Linked DNA regions of Sparus aurata: region 1 is linked to region 2. A link is a contact called in public Hi-C data. All regions are on one chromosome and are shown on one strand. Each heading gives the region's core, a stretch centred on a gene start, on an enhancer-like site or on the middle of the called end of the contact. The rest is flanking DNA. Distances are from core to core; before and after follow the strand shown. Region 1 holds the start of fmn2a (formin 2a). Region 2 holds the start of LOC115596684.

The links. A called contact is a pair of places that touch in the nucleus more often than the background predicts.
Region 1: a contact with region 2 is called in a Hi-C map of skeletal muscle, with 4 times the contacts expected there. The contact joins the promoter of fmn2a here to the promoter of LOC115596684 in region 2. A contact is called at or near these places in 2 of 2 Hi-C or Micro-C datasets (skeletal muscle and an unstated tissue).

What each region holds. Positions count from the first base shown.
Region 1 is chr15:22,579,090-22,584,893 of fSpaAur1.1, reverse strand. It overlaps fmn2a (formin 2a), which reads right to left and starts at 3,451. Exons shown (of 17, transcript XM_030440926.1): 1 at 1,279-3,451. The coding sequence starts at 3,451.
Region 2 is chr15:22,380,348-22,386,248 of fSpaAur1.1, reverse strand. It overlaps LOC115596684, which reads right to left and starts at 3,733. Exons shown (of 3, transcript XM_030441995.1): 1 at 3,641-3,733; 2 at 3,487-3,545; 3 at 2,401-3,398. The coding sequence starts at 3,663. The coding sequence ends at 2,542. actn2b (actinin, alpha 2b) reads right to left here. Exons shown (of 21, transcript XM_030441994.1): 10 at 5,480-5,710; 11 at 5,116-5,263; 12 at 4,625-4,775; 13 at 1,867-1,975; 14 at 247-387.

The sequences.
Region 1 (5,804 bases), core at 2,202-4,701, 200 kb before region 2:
ACAGACCTCCATTACTAAAAAAAAAAAAAAACTGACAAGAGAATGATATCACAGTCGGACTGGGTGACACGTTCCTTGTGCGAACTGTTTTATTTTTATTCATTTTCTCACATACTTGAGCAGTGACTGAAAATAGTCTGCATCGAATGCACAATTTGCTCCTGTTTGAGTAACATTTGCTGAAAGCTACAGTTCTCAGCTGTTTTAGGAGTGTTTTGGGTGTTTTAATGCCTCAGCTTGGAAATGATGCAAGTGTAGTTTTCTGCGTACTGCTCTTTGAATATGCTAAACACTTGTTTTGACTATTTTATATGTACAGTGAGTGTATTAAGGAAAAACTATAATGTAGTTTAAAGTTGTTTGTGCTCCAATGCCATTTCGTTACTCTTGAGGTCAGAAAAAGGCATTTTGTTTTGCCAGGCGAACAAGAAACATCTGTTTCAGTGTCCTATATCAATGCCATAAGAAATTAAAGAGGAAAGTTTACTATTTTTATTGGGTGCACAGTCCAGTGGTTCAACAACAGCTCTGAATCTACATCAGGCAGGCCTTGGGCACGAGTTTAACGCTAATTTAAAATAAATATTCAGGAATGGTAAGAGACAAAGTCGGAAAGTATTGAGAAAGAAAAAGCCCCCTTTTTTTTTTTTATTCATGCAAATGCTGAAGTATAATACAGGTTCTGGCAGTTATTGTTCCATACTGTTGGGCTGTGACGTAAACCTGCCAGATGTCTTCAGTTAGGAAGACATTTTTAATTCGTAATCCTGTCTTCTCTGGCGCTTCATCCAATATTTCCCCAGAGACGGACCAACTGGTGACTATCCATTCATATTTCCCCCCCACATCCCTGTGTCATCCAATTTGTTCTCAATTTAACAAGCCATGCTCTCCTGGTTCACATAATACAATCGAGAATCCTTTAATACTCTCCTGTGGACTCTAAGCAAGTTAGCCAACTGCAGTGCATAACGTTAAGGTTATAAGGTATATTGCTAATGGATTGTGGAGTTATTTTTTCCAGAAGAGACAGTTTCCCACCAGATTAGCTCTGGTTCCTCTGAAGATGTCTAGCATTTCGGTCAGTGTTTCCATGAGTTTTAGGGGGAACATTGCAATCAAGGACGTGTCATCAATGGAGGGTGTTGCATGCCCAAATATATCTTGGGTGGAAATACTCATTTAAAGGTTTTATATGAGGTCTATTAACTGTGCTTCATACCTGTCTGATTGGGCTTTATTTGTGGCAACAGGTACCTGAAGTTTTCATGAACTCACCTGAGAAGACATCCAGGTAGGGCACTGTGTTACTGGAGCTCTTCCTTACATGATGTGCTCTCCTGGAGCCCAGTGTCCAGTAAGTCCCACCGGTGTAACTCCTCTCTGGCGTGTCCTGCTCTGGGAATTTGGCCCCACCAACCTGCTGTCCTCTTAGCTCATCATCTGTTGACCAGTCTGAAGACACACCAAGGGCCCCAGCAATGGAGCAGGACCTCTGCTTGTGCCTCTTGAACCCCTTGGCCCCGTTGGATTCAACCTCAGCAGCAGTGGTGTCTATTTTCCTGGGAACATTAGGGCTGGTAAGAGGGGAGCCGATTGGAGAGGTGAGCTGCCTGGTGGTGGTCTTAACATAGGAGGGGTGGACTGGAGGGTAGAGTTTGACGGTGGAAGGGGAGCCGGAGGACGTCCGTCTTGGCTGAGAAACATGGGCGTCTGGTGTTAGCTGGCCAAAAGATAAACTACTCTTCCTCCTTTTCAGAGACAGGAAGTCCCGCCTCATCAGTTCCTCTTCGCCCTCCCTCTCCATGGACAGGTCCATGCTGCTTACACTTTTGTGAGGCCCCATCGGCGCTGCACCTGCCACCACAGGTTCCAAGCGGACACATGGAACGCATATGTTTTTGCTCAGCTGTGGGTGCATAAGTGGGCTCTCCAGGTCATCCTGGGGTTCCTCAGCACTCTCATATGAGTTGGTGGTATTTGTAGTGTCAGGGAAGCTGTATGTGCTGTTGGTCTTTGGGAAAAGGCTGCCACTGCTTCGCTCTGTGTCTGCGGCTGAAGATGGCGGACCACTCTCGCTCAGGGACCCTGGACCGGATGAATTTCTTGATATGGGTATTTCCTGACTTTCGTTCTCTAATTTCTTAAAATCTCCACTTACTTCTTCAGGTACACATTCACTACCAGGAGGGGGAGAGAAAACTCCCATATCCAGATTTAACAGCTGGAGAGATGTTACCTTCTCAGGGGCTATTCTCCCCTCGGCCACCATTTCTAGCACCCTGTCATCGGCCACACATTGGTCTCTGATGGTCTGCTGGATGTCAGATAGCAGGTCTTCATTTTCTGCTGTTGCCGAGTGAAAACTATAAAGGTCAGCATCCGATCCCGAGCTTGTTTTCCGGCTGGTCTCATCCACCAGAGATTGGTGACTGTCCGCGATCAAGCGGCTTAGATCCCCCGTGACATCTGATAGCATGCCCATTTCGTCCGCTGACAGGCTCGCCTCCGCAGAAGGCTTGAGTCCTGCTTTGCCAACCTGTGCTGACCTCCCATCTTCCACCATGTCATCCTTAGACAACCCTTTCGCCTTGGATAAACTCTTCCTGATCTTCATCCCCGAAAACACAGAGCCCTTCGACTCCGACTTAGATTTCTTCTTCCCGTTGCTGTGGGACTTTTTGGATTTTTTGTCCACGTCCCTCTCATCAGCATCACCATCACAGACATCCCCTGCTGCTGCTGCTGCTCCAGCACTTCCTCCTCCTTTCTTCTGCTTTGCTTCCTGGTTCCCCATGTTCCTGAGCAGGCGGACACCCTTGGCTAACAGGCCATGCTGCTGGGGTCGAGACTGGGCATGCTGGGCGTCCTCCTGGGCTGCTACTGATGCTCTTCCTCTGTTGGTCTGAGCCCTTTCAGAGCTGCTTAATCCCTGCTGTCTGCCCACCACAGTTAAAGGCAGCTGTGAGAATGATGCTGCCTCCCCCAGCGCCACTGATGCTGCTGATGATGAAAGGAGGAGGAGACTGGCACTGACAGCCGCGGGCTCGTTACCACTCACTCCTCGCTCTCCCCCCCTCCCCTGCACAGCCTCTCTGACTCCCTGATCCTTCCTCTCTTTTCGCCCCTCCTCTCCATCCCCATCTGCTCCTGCACGCTCAGCTGTCTTGCATAACGGGCTGCTGTTTGAGCGAGCAACGCGCTGATGCTCCGGAGTGCGCTGCCCTTGTCCGTTTTCGACTGACCGGGGAAGAAATTGCTTTGGATGCTGCTGCTGCTGCTGCTGCTCTAAAATGCACTGCTGTTGCTGGTGTTGTTGATTAAGTACCGAGTGCTGTTGTTTACGGAGGAGGCTGGTAACACTGCTCTTCCTCCTGCCTTTGAAAGTGGTGGTGAAGAAACTCTCTTTCAGAAAGGGCACTTGGGTCTCCACTGTCTTTATTGTCTGCATCCTGATCGATGAAGCTTCATCCGGAGAGGCACTCTACACTGACGTGGAGGGAAAAGAAGAACAAATTAAAATCACTTTAATTTATTTTATTTCCAAGCAGCATTCACCACAGCAGAAGAGAGGCAGCCTGTCATCAGTGGAGTCATGGGGTAAAGGTTCAACATAAGGGCGAGCTGACATAAGCAAGCCTATGTCTCATGTTGCTGTGCAGTGTGTACATGTTTTGTATACAGTGATCATAAACTCTTTACTCCTGTTTTGACTGTTTGTTCCTAAAAATTGTACACTTCTTGAGTAAATTAACTTTCAACATTCCATCACTGAATACATGTATAATTTACATTTACTTTTGATACTCAAAGTATCTGATATTAAATGTTTGTCAGACTTTGGCTTTTGGGTACTTTTTACAACACTGATTACAATGTGGGCTCATCTAAAAATGCTGCGCTGAAAGGAATAGTCGATTAATCCATTTTTATAATCTATGCATAGTCTTTTACTCTTTATCAAAAACAGCAAAATGGTGGTGAATTCAATTTCCTCATAAGTGAATATTTGCCGGCTTTCTTCTTCTTTTATGATATCAAACTAAATATCTGCGGTCAACTGTTGGGCTCTGGGAACGTGTGATGGACATTCTTACCAACTCTAACAACAACTTATAACTGAGAAAATAATCGGCAGACTAATCTTTAATAAAGTTAGATTAGTCTCAAATCAAACTGCCATCTCCAGATAAATGGAGGTGTAAGAATGTTCTCTGGTGATACAAATTATGTCTCCAGTTAAAGACACAGTACAGCATATTACTGGTAAATATTACATTTATATATTAAAGAGCTAATAGAGGACATTTCTTCAGGCCTGCATCAGTGCACGCCTGGGAACTGATTATTTCCTCTGGGTGTGGTACAGACAAAATAGAAACCAAGTTAGACAGTTAACAGTAATTATAGTGTCAAAATTAAGTGGTTTGAAGTTACAATTCAAATAAAGTAAGTGAAACTAATTACACAGAAGCGACAACAAAATAAACAAATACATGAATGACACATTCTTGAAATTAGGATCCTAATTAACAGAAAAATATTTACCAAAAAGTAGAAGTGCGTACGAACACAATAACTGATAAAAGTTTATTTTTTCTTGAGCGTTTGAGAACATCTTGGTCTGTTTTCGGTTAAAACCAACAAATATTAAGTCAAAACTTTGCAGCACAAGTCACATTTGTAACATTTAAAGTCAAATTGGTAATCAAACACATGAAATGGTAAGAAAAAAAAGTATGTAAACCTCTTTGTTAAAGATTTTTAACTTAGCAATGACAGTGTACTTGCCTGATGGGTGGATTCTCCTCAGTGGATCAGCACAGACTGAAGAAAACAACACAAATGGGTGTTTGTCTCTGCCTATGAGCCGCTCCTTAGCCATGGGTCACATGAAGTTGGTATTTTCCTCATCACATGCCTGGTGTCCCTGGACATCTTCCATTAGCACTGTCTGAGACGCCCCCACTAACTTCATCAGGATTCATCATGGGAACATACACAACTGTGTAACAGTCAAAGACCACCCTTTTGTTTATTCAGTTTCTGGTTAATATTAGACACAGTCTTAATGCTGTGGTGCTGACAGACAGTGATGCATTGATTATATTTAACACAAAAATTGGACCAAATTCCACCACCACCACCACCACCACCTCCTCCTCCTCCTCCTCCTCCTCCTCCTCCTCCACCGCCTCCTCACATTTAGCCAACTAGTATTTTCTACCTTTAGATTGTTGCTCCCTGGTGCCACTTTTAAGTCCTTCTCTCTAATCAAGAAACACGTTTCAGCTGTGTCCTCCCAGTATAAGTAGTTACCAGACATGTCAGAAGGCCTAATGGCTAATTTAAACAACTGAAGGTTTCGGAGGTGGGTGGATATATGATCACTAAATCACAAAAAGAAAAACATATTTAGTGCTGAGGTAATAAGGTCCTACTTATTAGGGTGCTGGCTGTGTGTTTTACATTACTTTGAAAAAGCAACAATTCCAAATTTGGTGGTTTTCTTACAAGCAGCAGATAAGCATTTCTTGAAAACAAATCCCTCAACAACAAAAAAACACACTATAAAGGTCATAATAAAAGCAAACAGTGAACCTATTCAGCTACATTTTACAGTCCTATGTTGTTGGTGTAGAGGTTTGTGGTATCTTTTGCCGGCTATAAAGCTAGAATAGAATGCACTCTATGGGAGTGGAAAGTCCCTGGCTTCTGGCTTTTACACAATGAGACAGTAAAAAGTAAGTATTAACATCCCTGTCCCATATCTACAGCTGATATGACACATATAACAACCAGCA
Region 2 (5,901 bases), core at 2,484-4,983:
ATGGGAAGTCCTTAAATTTTATTACACTTTCAGTTTTGCCAAGAGTGATAGCATTATGTGGTTTTCTTTATTGGTGGGACAGATCTACCAAAATTACTCCCCATGTAACATAAAATTTACAGACAGGATTCATAATCCTAGAAAATTATGTGCAGGTTAATCTGAAGGGGATGATTCAACAGCAGCAACACTGTGAAACAGTATTAGCAGTAATTGAGTGAGTCTGCAGTGCTGTTAGTAACTGACCTGGACCTCCTCAGTAGTATGCACTATGAACATGTCCTGCAGATCCTCCATGGCTCCTTCCATCCAGTTGTTGAAAGGAGCTGATCTTTTGGCAAACTCCAAGAACAGCTGATCAATAGTCTCCAGCAGTTTATCTGTCCGCTGAGAGGATTACAAGATATCACATATCTGTTGTATTAAAATCCTGAAAAAAAAAACATAGCATCCAACATGTAGCTCATGATTAGGCTCCATCCTGGGCTTAAGACTCATCATTTTCATATCTCACAAATAATCCCAAAACAAACATCCCCTCTCTCTTTTCATGACTAACATCAGGCATGGATGGATCACTCAAGAGGCCTAATAGGCACAGGTCATGGGACCCAAGGAGTCAGAGAGCTCCTTGGCCTAAGCTTTCTATTTTGGGAGTTTCTCTGCAAAAGTCAAATCATATGATAACAAAAGATACACAAAACGACCACAAAGACACACTTAAGTACAACCATGAGACACAGAAGGACCAAGTTGAGACGCAACAAGACTACAAAGATTCAAAGGCACCATGAAGAGACAATGACATACCACAAAGAGACACAAAGCTAACACAATGAGATACAAAGCCACAGAGACACAGGAATACCAGAGACAGAAAAGACTATAGAGACATAAAAGTAGCCCCAAAAGACACTGAAATACCACACAGAGACACAAAATGACAACAAAGAGACAGCAAAGAAACAAAGATACCACGATGAGACACAAAAATACCACAGACACACAGATACCACAAAGAGACATTAAACAACTACAAAAAGATAGAAACAACTACAAAGACACAAAAGAAGGGTAAAACAAAGAGACACAAAACAACCAAAAAGAGACGCTGCTTCCTTCAATTGGTGTGCTCCTATAAAAAGGAGGGGTGAGGGGCCATTTCCATGTCTGTGCCAAGGGGCCATTGTCTCATAATCTAGCTATGATCCCAGGGTGGGTGGTATGGCCTTATTAACCGCCAGCTCTGGCTCAGTTGTTCCTGATAGTGTCCCTCCTCGTAGCAAGGGATGGCAGCGAGTGGAAGATGGACAGAAAACAGACCCCTGTCACTGTCATTCAGACTTAATCCTTGGCCCTTTTCCCGGGCCCTCACACATTTGCTGGTCTGGAATGGTGAGCATGGATCAGAGGAAGTGGCTAGTGGGCTTTCAGCCAGTCCCTTCATGGGCGGGACTCTTACATCTATTTCTCCTTTATCCCCTCTACCCTTCCATTTAAATAATTCTATCTGGGTCAGGAATTTTAGAGGGGATCCAATTATCTCTCCTCGTCAATCAGTTTTGTCTTCACTGTTTCAAATGTCTTTGACAGGCAGCTAAATATGCTTACATTGACATTTTCATTCAAGTTGGTCTTGGATGCAACTTCATTCTATTGGAGCTCATGTGGAACATTAGCACACTCTTGTGGGGACTTACCACCACATCCTGTCATGTACAAACAAAAGTATCCCTCAAGTGTTAGCACACACTTACAACCCTTACCCTATGATGAAGAAACATTTAAAGCATGTGAGTAAAACCACAGATTTTAATTCTCTAATTCACATAGTCAATTTAATCTAGCTCTGAATGTTGCCCTCACCTCCAGTGACTCTCTTCTCTTCTGAGTCAGGGTTCCCAGCTTGTCCCACAGGTCACAGATGCTTTGGCAGCGCTGGTTCACAGCAGCTACGTCATGGTAATCCAGCTCACTGAAAACAAAAAAAAAAAGCATGTCCTGCAGTTTGTGTCAGTTGTGGAAAAGAGCTTTGAAGTGTTCCCCAAGCATCAAGATGTTATTAAAAAAAATATAAAGCTACTGATATCAATTGAGCAAGTCTGACACTGGCATAGCGATGAATGGTTTAACTACATAAAAAAGGTCCAAGACTAGAAAGAAATTGCTAAAATGTAAATTGTAAAATTAACTGCCACCCAAAACTTGACTAATGATTAATATGACTTGTCAAATTCCTCCATCCCCCCCCAAACTGGGTGTTTGTATTCCTTTAAACCAATCAAATGTCAAAGTTCAGCAACAGGGTGCCTGCATCCCCACCAGATTAGGGTAATTTGCCAACTTTTACAGAGCAATTAACTGGCTCAGAGGTCATTTGCCACAGCGATGGTGAAAACATTTACACACAGGAGGGACCGTGTTCATTTTATTAAAATTTCAGATCAAGCAACTTGAACACAGACATAAGTACATTTTAGTAAACTGCAGGGAGTAGAGCTGCCTTCATCATCTGCTTCAAGTTGAAGACTTAGTGTCCTGTTAAGCTTTGGTATAGTACTGAGGCGGTTGATAGACTTCATCACTGGGAAGCTCCTGGGTCTGAGTAGGGATGATCGACTGTTGAGCTACAGGATAGTAGTATCTCTCATATTGGACTTCACCATAGTCGTCTCTGCCTTTCTCGTAGTCTGACTGGAAGTGCGACAGTGTGCCAGTAGGAAGCTGACCAGTCAAGAAGAGATGGTAGAAGTAGTTTTGTCCCACTGGTTCCGGTTCCTGGGAAACTGGCTGCGCGGGGCCTTCAGATGTGGACAAAGCAGACAGCTCCTTAGTTCCCAGTGGAGAAGCGGCATAGGGAGGCAGGGGCAGAAAACCTTGTTCTTCCGTTTCCCTCTCTTCATTTCCATTCTCAGAGATGGATACATAGTTACGCAATTCACCAGCCTGGTAGGCAGGTCCTGGATATGGACCAGGTGGTGGCAGTGGGGGCACAAAATGTGGCTCTTCCGTTTCCATTTCTGAACTACCTTGCCCCAAGATGCTTGTATACTTTTCAAGCTCACCTGCCTGAAAACCCGGAGGGTGAGGAAGGCCAATGTCAGACATGGGTTGAGAAGTTTTGGACATGGCGTAGGCAGTCGTAGATGCTGCCACAGGAGAGTAAACAGGAGCAGTGTTCCATGAAGCCATGCTGGACACACCTGGAGTAGGGTTTGCTGGAGGGGATTCAGGTCTAGAATACACTTGTGCCTTCTCTGGCTCATACAGGAAGGAGACAGCAGGATCATTCATATCGGAAGGCTGAGCAGGAAAACTTTGGGATGAACCATAATCAAAGCCAGGAGACGTCTCCATGCTAGTGTAACTGCCTTCATTAGGATCACGCTGGCTCCAGCCTAGGAGAGACAACTTGTGGTGAGTCGAATAAGCTAAGAAAGCATGTGATAAAGTATATTTATAGTTGCAGTGAAGTGTTAGTTTTACCATTTTTAATAGGATAGCAATGGATATTCCAGCTTAACAGTGCAAAGAGGAGCAATTGACTGTAAGAGAAAACAGCATGGTCAAATACTTGGATAAAAATTAAACCAATAATGGAAAATGAACAAGCCAAAATAATAATTTAACAAGCACATACCTTGCAGGAAACCACATGGCCATTTTGCCTGTCAGTTGAAATGATATCTTCCTCACTCAGAGGACTAGTTAAATATGAAACAGGAAATACTTAATCTGTGGCCAATCCCAGAATGAGAAGATAACGACGGACAGGTGTTCCTCACTGATTCCTGATTGAAAATGTCAGCATGCCTGTAAGCCACACCCTCCATCCTGCTAATCTGTAACTGAGAAGAGGGTGGTTGTATCCAAATATCCAGGCTTCACCGGTCTTGTTGACTTGCAAACTTGCAGGGGCGTTTGCATGGAGTCTGCGAGTGCTGAAGGCTGTCCAAAACCCACTATTAATTCAGTCCACAAGGGCCCTCAGGAGGACTTTCTGCAGACATCGCTTGGAGTGCAGAGTTCAACAAACTGCACTGATGTAATTACCCCCAAGTCTAGAAATAATATTTAACCACATTATGATACAGAATTATTTAGAAGTTGATGGACTGTAGAGGTAAAAAATGACAATAAATGTATCTTGTAATTGACCTTATTTACCTTAAAACCATATGCAATTTATTAATGTAGGCCTGTCTATCAGTGGCAGATATCAGCCTTGCAGTCTCACGCCCTCGCAGACTTGAAGTGTTGGCGGTAAACAAGTCATAGTAAGTACAACTGGTGGAGATTTGGATGCAGACGGTTTCCTTTTTCTTCTTCCACATTTAAATTGTGAACTAAGATCAGAGGTTTTGAGACTATTAACTAATGCAGAATCTAGTTGTGTTGTGCAGATGTCGTTCTATAATTGCAGCTGCCACTTATACAGTGGGCAAAGCCAAAAAGCTATTAAAATAATACATAACAAAAACAGGAAACACGATTCAATCGGTTGCTTTTCCTATTAGTCCACCACCACCACCCCCTCGTGATGTTGTGTTTGGCAGGAGAAGACAAAATACTCCAGGGCCTCCATGACACATGACTGCAAACGTCTGCTAAAGGGAGTGCGTACTTAAGTTCCTGAGCAATGGCGGCAATCTGCTCCACTCTGTCCTGGTGAGCTGCCAAGTCGCTCTCGAAGGCCTCGTGTTTTCGGAGCAACGCTCGGATTTCTGTCAGGGTGGCTGTTTCATAGTCCTTCTGGGAGAGGATCAGTTCTTTACCTGAATAACACATACAAACCGAGAGAGAGGAATGAGGTACAAAAATATGATTAGCAGGTTGGATCGAAACACTGGCCTTATTTGGTCATTGCTGATGTAGAAAACAACCCCTTACAGTTCACTACAGGCTAATTGCATTGGACAGACTCTTAAACTTTCAATCAGATCCCTGTAGTTAAAGGAAACACTTGAATATTGAACAGCTGGCAGAGAAGTTGGAATACAGATGCCTATAGATAGGCTCACATGTCAAGACAGACAGATAAACATTTATATCAATGAACATATTGTAGCAGTGTTAGTTGCATGCAAACAACTAAAAAGCCAAACCAAAACTGACCGCTGGCCCAGCTCTCATGATTGGTTGCTTTCTGGCGAAACTTTTCAGCCAGGTGGTCCAGCCTCTCCAGCCTACGGATCTCTGTAAGGAGCCACTCCTCGTAGCCTTTCTCTGCCTGCTCCAGGCCCTGCCATGCACTTGCTATGTCCTGAATGAAAAATCACAGTTTAACTTTATTTACTGAAGGTGTTTTGTATTGATTCCCCCTGGGCAAATCTGCCCATTTTTTTTTATCAATACTTGTTATTTGAAGGTGCAAAAAAGTGTCAACAAATCACCCGTATTGGTAGAATCCTAACCTCTAAATCATATGCCATGAGAATTGATACAATTAGAGGTCACACAATCATGAACACTGACTTACAGACACCATCTTCCCCTCAGAGGGCATGAAGGCAGGGCGATTGCTGATGCGCAACTTGGTCTGCAGAGTGTTGAAGTTAATTTCCAGCTGGCACTTCTCCTGCACCTTCGGGGGCTTGTGCTGGCGTCTGTAGTCCCTGAAGTCCTCCAGTTTCCGCCGCATCTCCACCATGGTCTTCTCGGGGGTCCGGTTCTCAAGCCAGGGAGTGGTGCGTTGGATCCACTCCAGCAGCTGGGATTCAGAAAAGACAACATAGGAGGAAGAGGAAAGGTAGGAGAGCTCCTTGTGGAGACAGCAGTGGGCTGATGATTTTTCTTCATCAGATATTTTTTGTCTGTACTTTTACTTTGAACTTATTTCATGTAACAAGCAGAGGAAAAAGATTAATTTAATATGAACTATATATATATATCCATTATCCA